Linked DNA regions of Arachis hypogaea: region 1 is linked to region 2. A link is a contact called in public Hi-C data. All regions are on one chromosome and are shown on one strand. Each heading gives the region's core, a stretch centred on a gene start, on an enhancer-like site or on the middle of the called end of the contact. The rest is flanking DNA. Distances are from core to core; before and after follow the strand shown. Region 1 holds the start of LOC112741729. Region 2 has its middle 17 kb from the start of LOC112741728.

Region 1 (3,659 bases), core at 596-3,095, 85 kb after region 2:
GTAAAACGCATCCTACATTTTGTTATCTCGAAAAAAATAAAAAATGCCCATCACTAAACGCAGGCTGCGTTTGAACTTCAATGAAATAAAAAAAATTAAAAACCTTTCAACAATCAAAACGCACCTTGCATTTGATTCAATATGCTAAACAAAAAAATTAAAAAATAAAGGAAAAAATAAAACGCAAGCTGAGTTTGTTGCTGACACCATAGCAGTGAATATTTTGTTTATTAGTCCATTTCAAAGCACTACACCCATATGTTTTTCATATGGAAAAAAAATGAGCCGAAGATGAGGAGAGAATTTTGAGTTGTGCAGGACAACGAGTCCAAATGTATCTTAATTCACTCATAAATGAACCAAAATTATATAATGATTGTGATATAATTAACTCAGAAATAAACCGAAATTACATAACAATTGCGACACAATTAACTCAGTTCGAAAACAATCATATAAACAAGACTAGATCATGAACAAAAACACATCAAAAATTATTTTTGGACCAGACAACATTATCAATATGGTAAAAATTCAACAATAACAATAACAATAATGATGATAATGATAACGGTGATATGTATAAGAAGAAGATGATACCGATAACGATGATAATAATGATGATGATGATGATGGAAGAGGAGAAGAAAAAAAGAGAAAAAAAATTCAAATAAAAAAAGGAAGATGAGATAATGATATTATTGGTGATCACGGTAACAAAAGAAAAAAATAACAAAAAAAAAGAAGAAACTTCGGCAGGTATGCATTAATTTAAAATACTTAATTAGACTTGGTTAAGATTATAAGTTAGATGTAGAGCTTTATTATTATTATTTTTTTTTGGGACTTAAAGCATCTCCAATGGGTGATCCCCATTCACCTTTTTGCTGACACATTGAGGAACTTACCATTGAAGAAGGAGAGAGAGGAGTTCCCTCACGGAATTCAATGTGAAAGAGTCCCTACTCAAATGGACTCAAGCATAACCAATGATAACTTGCCACATGGCAAGTTACCTTTTAAATAAATATATATATGAAATTATAATTAAATAAATAATTATATTAAATAATTAAATAATATTAAATTTAATAATAATTATAATAATTAATTAAATTAAAAAATTATAATTTTATTTAATTAATAATTTATAATAATTATTTAATTAATAATTTATATTAATTATTTATATAATAATTAATATTAAATATTATTTATATTTATATTATTATATTAAATTAGTCGTTGTAAAATTAGCTGTTGCAAAACTAGCTGTTATTATGTTATCTTTATTATTAATAAATTAATATTTTGTTACTCTATATATACCACTTAGATACACTTCTATTTTCACACTATCTACTACTCTTCTTTATCTTCTTCCAAATTTACGAAATCAAAATTCTGCTACTATTATTTTTTGTTCGAAAAAATGGATCCAAACCAACTCAACTCAACTCTTTCTTTAGTGTAACCTCGAATTATCTATTGTGTATTATTGTTATATATGAATTTATTTAATATTAATATCTTTTAATAGTGAATTATTTTTAAATTTAAATATTTAAATTATATTATTAAAAAAAATTAATTACATTAATTACAAGTATTTTAATTAATTAATTAAGTAGGACCACAACAGGACTAAAGTTAGTTCCTCCTAATGGAAAAGAGAGAGATGCTTTGAGTTCCTATTTACTATTTATGACGCAAAAGTTAATGTGGAGTTACTTTTTATGACAGGTGGGATATAAATAGAAACTGAGATGAGTTCCTATTGGAGATGGTCTTAGAGTTTTATTGTTTAATATAATAGTAGATACAATTCCCAAAGTAAGTGTTCCACTTGCACGTGCTCCTTGGAGTCCCCCCCTCCGTTCCATCTCCCTCTCTAGTCTCTACTATACCGTCTATAGCCCCCTTTCACTCTTTCACATCACTTCTTCTTCTCCTTCTTCTTCTTCTTCTTCTTCTTTGCCTATATCTATCTATCTAACTATCTATGATCCACCACATGGAAGAAGAAGAAGCACCAAATAATCCCAAAACAGTCAAACTTGTTCCTGACTGCGGAATAATGCAACAATGCCCTCACCACCACAACCACGCCGGCGGTATATGTGCTTTCTGCCTCCAAGACAAGCTTGGCAAGCTTCTCTCTTCTTCTTTCCCCGCTCCCATTCAACCCTCTTCTCCTTCTTCTTCTTCTTCTCCTTCTCCTTCTTCTCCCCCTCCTCCTCCTTCTTTTAGATCCAGCAACACTCCTCCTCCTTCTTCTTCTCTCCCTACCAAGAAAACCGATCACTACACGCGCTCCCGCCTCCCTTTTCTTCTCGCAAACAAGACTTGTGCTAAGAAGAAACAACACTCCTCCTCCTCCTCTTCTTCCACTTCTGCTGCTGCTGATGTCCTTTTGAAGCGCAGCAAGTCCACTGCAACTCCAAGGAGGGACACCAAGTTCTTCAACAACCATGATATACTCATTCAAGACTTCACTCCCAGAAAGAGAAACGGTTTCTGGTCCTTCCTCTATCTCTCTTCATCTTCTTCTTCCTCTTCCTCCAAGAAGCTTCATGCCAACAACAATGGCGCCACCCCAAGGGTTTCTGCAAGCATTTCCTCAACTTCGGGGTTGACCATCACCAAGCCTACCACTACCACGGTTGCCGGCGGTTTGCAAGAAAGTAGCGACGGTTACGTTTCTGTTTGTTCTTCGTTTGAGCGAAAGGTTTCAAGATCCAGATCTGTTGGCTGTGGTAGCAGCAGAAGCTTCTCCGGTGACTTCTTTGACAGAATCTCAAACGGCTTCGGTGATTGCACTCTCAGAAGAGTCGAATCTCAGCGTGAAGGAAACCATAACAAGCATCACCACCATAATCAGCAGTGCATGAAGGAGAGAGTCAAGTGTGGAGGAATATTCGGTGGCTTCATGATGATGCCTAACACTTCTTCCTCTTATTGGGTTTCTTCCGATCATGGAAGGGTTCGAAGTTGGAGTAGTTGGGCATTTGCAAGTCCCATGAGAGCTTTTACCAGCAGCAACAAAGCTTCTTCTAAGAACAAGAATGATAGAAAGAACAATAACAATGCATCATCATCATCACCAAATTTATCTGCTATTCCTTCATTGCTCACTGTTTCAACCTGAATCACAAGTATACACAATACTAATAACATTATTATGCTCTGTTAATTACTCTAGTATTGTGTTTATTATTATTATTATTATTACTACCATAATACCCTTTTTAGTTTTAGCTTTACTTTTAATTTTCCTGCCACAGTTTTTTTTTTTTTTGGACAGTTGTTTATTTATAATTAATTATATAGATATATTCAGGTGGTTGGATTTGGATTATGATTCATCATTTCAGGTACGGAGTACTCTACTCTCTCCCATTACCATTCATTTATGACACTATTTGGAGAGAGATAGAAAGAGAAGGAACTTTATTATCTCAATGCATTGTTCAGTTCAATTTCGCTGTGTCATCATAGTCTGCTTCTTTTGGTTGTATTCTTTGTAGCTTTTTCATCTTGTAATTTCAGTACTCACAGTATGATGCTATGGTGTAAGATAATGATGTAATTTTTAAGTTATTATTGTAGACTACTCTGTTCAATTCACATTTTCACATGCATACACATGTTTGGTTTGG
Region 2 (3,715 bases), core at 110-2,609:
AAGCAAGGAACTAGAAACTGAAAGCCTCCATTTTAGAAGCCAAATTCAAAACTTTGATCCTACAAATAAATTGAAAAAAAAAAAAACAACTCCAATCATTCACCTATATCTGAAGCAAAAGGCAAACTATTTACTATTTTCCCATTGTTTTGTCCGTTTCTGTATTCATGTGAGGAATTATGTTAATGATTAATTATGTTAATGATTAATTGATTATATTAAAATTGAACTAGATCCCTAATATCATTTTTCAGGTTAAATCTATTCAATTCTATCAATCTTTATATTAAAATTGAACTCCTAGATCCTAACGTACAAAAAAAGATGATTAAACTAACCTGAACAAACTGAACAAACTGAACATTGAACAAACTGAACAAACTGAACATTGAACAATAACCATTAACCAGCAAGCAGCATTGCAGCAATACCAACAACAAGGCAAGAATGCATCAGGGAGTGGGTGGATGGGTGACTGGGTCTTCGTCCTCGTCTTCGCGGTGGGTGGGTGACTGCTGGCCGTTTGGGTGCGTGGGTGGGTGGGTGACTGCTGGCCGTTTGGGTGAGTGGCCGAGATGTGGTGGCTGGCTCCGATCTGGGGTTTGGGCGGCGGGGTTAGGTTTCCATGGGGGGAGGGGAGGGACTCGCGCAACTGTAGCCTGTAACGCGTTTGGGGGGGGGTGGGGTTGGGGTAGTTTTAATTTTAGGATTTTGTTAAGAACCGGTTGGGTTCGGTTCGGTTAGGATTTTGGTGGCAAGAATCGAAAACCGAACCGAACCACAAAAAACTGCAAAACATCACTTTTTTCGGTTTTTTCGGTTTTCGGTTAATTCGATTTTCGGTTTTTTGGTTCGGTCCATCGGTTTAGTTCGGTCCGGATCGGTTTTGAACACCCCTATCTACAATAATGACACAGTGGATGACACGTGGACAAATAATATTGTAACACATGACACAACCGTCCATGTCAGTATGTCACGTGTTATTGATTAATCTGTCATCATACCATTATACGTGGCAAAATTATAAAGTGACATGTGTCACTAACAATCAATGTCAACACGCCATTAATAAAAAATAAATGACTAATATAGTACATTTTTTACCAATTTTTAAAATATAATTAATGTAATTAGAATTTCAAAGGCAATTTAATGCAACAGTACCAATTTTTAAGACTATTTTAAAACTTAACTCGTGGTCCACCTATAAATAGCATTATCATTTTAATGTAAAGTTGTATTTGCAATAATCAATTACTAATTAACTACTAAGTTTATAGCTAAGCTAGTAGGTAGGAGAGAAAATGGTACAGTTATCTCGCTAATTACTTGATTGTGAAGCAATAATGGGACTTTAACATCAATCGATTTCATACATATAGGGAAGTATACAAATTGAAATCAGCAAGAAGATTGTATGTGTTGGTGAAAGAGTGAGTTGATATAATTCATGCGTTAACGATGATATTCATTCTTGTCCTCTTATTAAGGAGGCTTAACTAATAATTCACAAACTCGTTTTGGTACATCACTAAAAATAAGGTCAAGTTGATTATACATTACTATACATATGATGATATGAATAAACGCCAACACACCTTGTTGTGGTTATTATATGATTATGATGGTGCATGTCTATGCTTTTGTCTATTAGTCTTTTGGATGTTTGTTTCAAAGTCAAGACCACCTTTAATATTAAGCATCTAATAATTATTATCATTATATCATCATCTGATCTGTTACAAATTATATATAGTTGTTTTCCTATGAATGGATACAAAGCATTATTGCTCCTGCAAAATAATAAGTAATATTTTGCTCCAAAATTTTTGGTCATTTCAAATCTTTCTTATCTTGCATTCTTTTTATTTAAAAATTTATTGAACAGAATTATAATTAAAGGTAAAAGAAAAAGGGTGTCATCAACCGTCCATGAAGAACACTGAAATACTGAATAGAGAATACTAATCCGTATATACGGTATATTCTTGTAATTTTAATACAATTCTCAGAGTAAATAGTTAAAAGTTCTTTAATAAATTCATTTGTTGAATCAAATTAATCTACTAAATTTTTATCTGATGGTTCTAGTTGAACTTGAGAATGGGGTTGAATCAAGTTGGCTTAAAACTTAAAGTTTCAAATTCTGTTTTTGCTGTTGCTCGAATTGCAGGAGATTATTTAAAATAGTCTCATACGCAGAAAATTATAAGTGCAGAGAAGAGGAGAAAGAGGCCAGCATGTATCCTGGTTCGGATTCTTTGTGCCATGAATCCTACATCCAGTCTCCACCACAAACCATGGTGGAATTTTCACTATAATTCTCAGATTACATACACCAATACTATTGAATTACTCCCTAATTCAACTAGTATCTATCCCTAAGCTTTCTTCACCAAAGTTTAGCAACCCCAAAGTGCTATCCCAACTTGGAAGGGGAATCTACACAGATTCAATTCTCACCAAGTGCTAACCCAACTTGGCAAGGGGAACTAATCCTAGTTCATAAACCCAAATTACATCAGAAAAACTAACAGTGGCTATTTTTGCATCACTCTTGCCTTTTCTCTCTTGGCTTTTGAACCTCACATAATTGCCTTTTCTCAAAACAGAAAATAACGCAAGACAGCCATAACAATAAATCAGAATTAAGCTTGAGTAGAAGAAAGAGATTTCAGCTCTATGTTAGAGAAGGTGCTCTGAATGTGTGTGCTCTCTTACTTAACTTGAAATGATGGAATGAGACTTCTTATATATATCTTCAGCTTTCCTAGAATTTCTGCCTCTTCCATTTCCTTGTGCCAGCTGCTCGTTGGAGTTGTCCTTGATGGCATGCAGTCCTTTCTTCATCTTGCTTCACCACCTCTGCTGCTGGAGTAGCTCGACCACTACCTCTGCTGTCCTTGGTGTTTCTTTCTTCCTTGGCATGCTCTTCTTTTGCATCCTGCTCCATGATCTCTGCCATATGAGGAGCTTCACCCACTACCTCTGTTACTTGGCAAGTTTGTGTTTTGCTTTTCCTTTGCTGAGATTTGCTTTACTGTATGTCCTTAGAGAGGTGAGAGTCCTTGTGTCTTGTTGTTTTGCTAGAGCCCCAGCTGTCCTTGATGTTGACAGATGTCCTTTTCTTTCTTTTCTTCTTTTGCCAACACATAGCCATTTTATTTCTGAATGGTGCCATGAGGAATTGTTGGACTTGGTTGCTATACCAAGGAACAATGTGAGCTGCTTTTCAATTAGTTTTGATGGGCTGCTGCAACATAAGCTATTATACTTGGGCCTGCCACAATGAAGCACACATTAAACACTATTGGGCTTTCAACCCAAATAAATGTTTGTCATCACAATGTAACCCAAAATCAAACTAGACTCAACAATCTCCCCCTTGATGACAAACATGATAAAATAGGGAATTTAAAGAGAAATTTAAATGAGTTAAGAACACTTTCCTTTGATGACATTTGGATTGTGAGTTGCTCCCCCTAAATGCTAGCATTGTTCCCCCTTGATCATGGCTTACATCTTTTCCTGAACAAAACTTAAAAACAGCCAAGACCAATATATCCAAACAATATATCACAGTAATGGAAGCACAGAGAAATTAACACTAAGCACAACACAGGATAAATCATAGCACCACAAAATATTGTTCTTAACTATTACTATTAATTCAGCCAAAACTAACATTCCTTTTCTTTTCTCCCCCTTTTGT

What was found. A called contact is a pair of places that touch in the nucleus more often than the background predicts.
Region 1: a contact with region 2 is called in a Hi-C map of leaf, with 2.8 times the contacts expected there. The contact joins the promoter of LOC112741729 here to the enhancer-like site in region 2. A contact is called at or near these places in 3 of 8 Hi-C or Micro-C datasets (all in leaf).

The regions. Positions count from the first base shown.
Region 1 is chr14:18,158,895-18,162,553 of arahy.Tifrunner.gnm2.J5K5, forward strand. LOC112741729 reads left to right here and starts at 1,846. Exons shown (of 2, transcript XM_025790819.3): 1 at 1,846-3,155; 2 at 3,341-3,659. The coding sequence starts at 2,003. The coding sequence ends at 3,148.
Region 2 is chr14:18,074,487-18,078,201 of arahy.Tifrunner.gnm2.J5K5, forward strand. No RefSeq gene overlaps it. Among protein-coding and RNA genes, the nearest start is that of LOC112741728, 17 kb to the left of the region's middle. Within about 2 kb of position 1,360, at least 1 of the 3 cell types and tissues checked has open chromatin away from gene starts, as enhancers often do.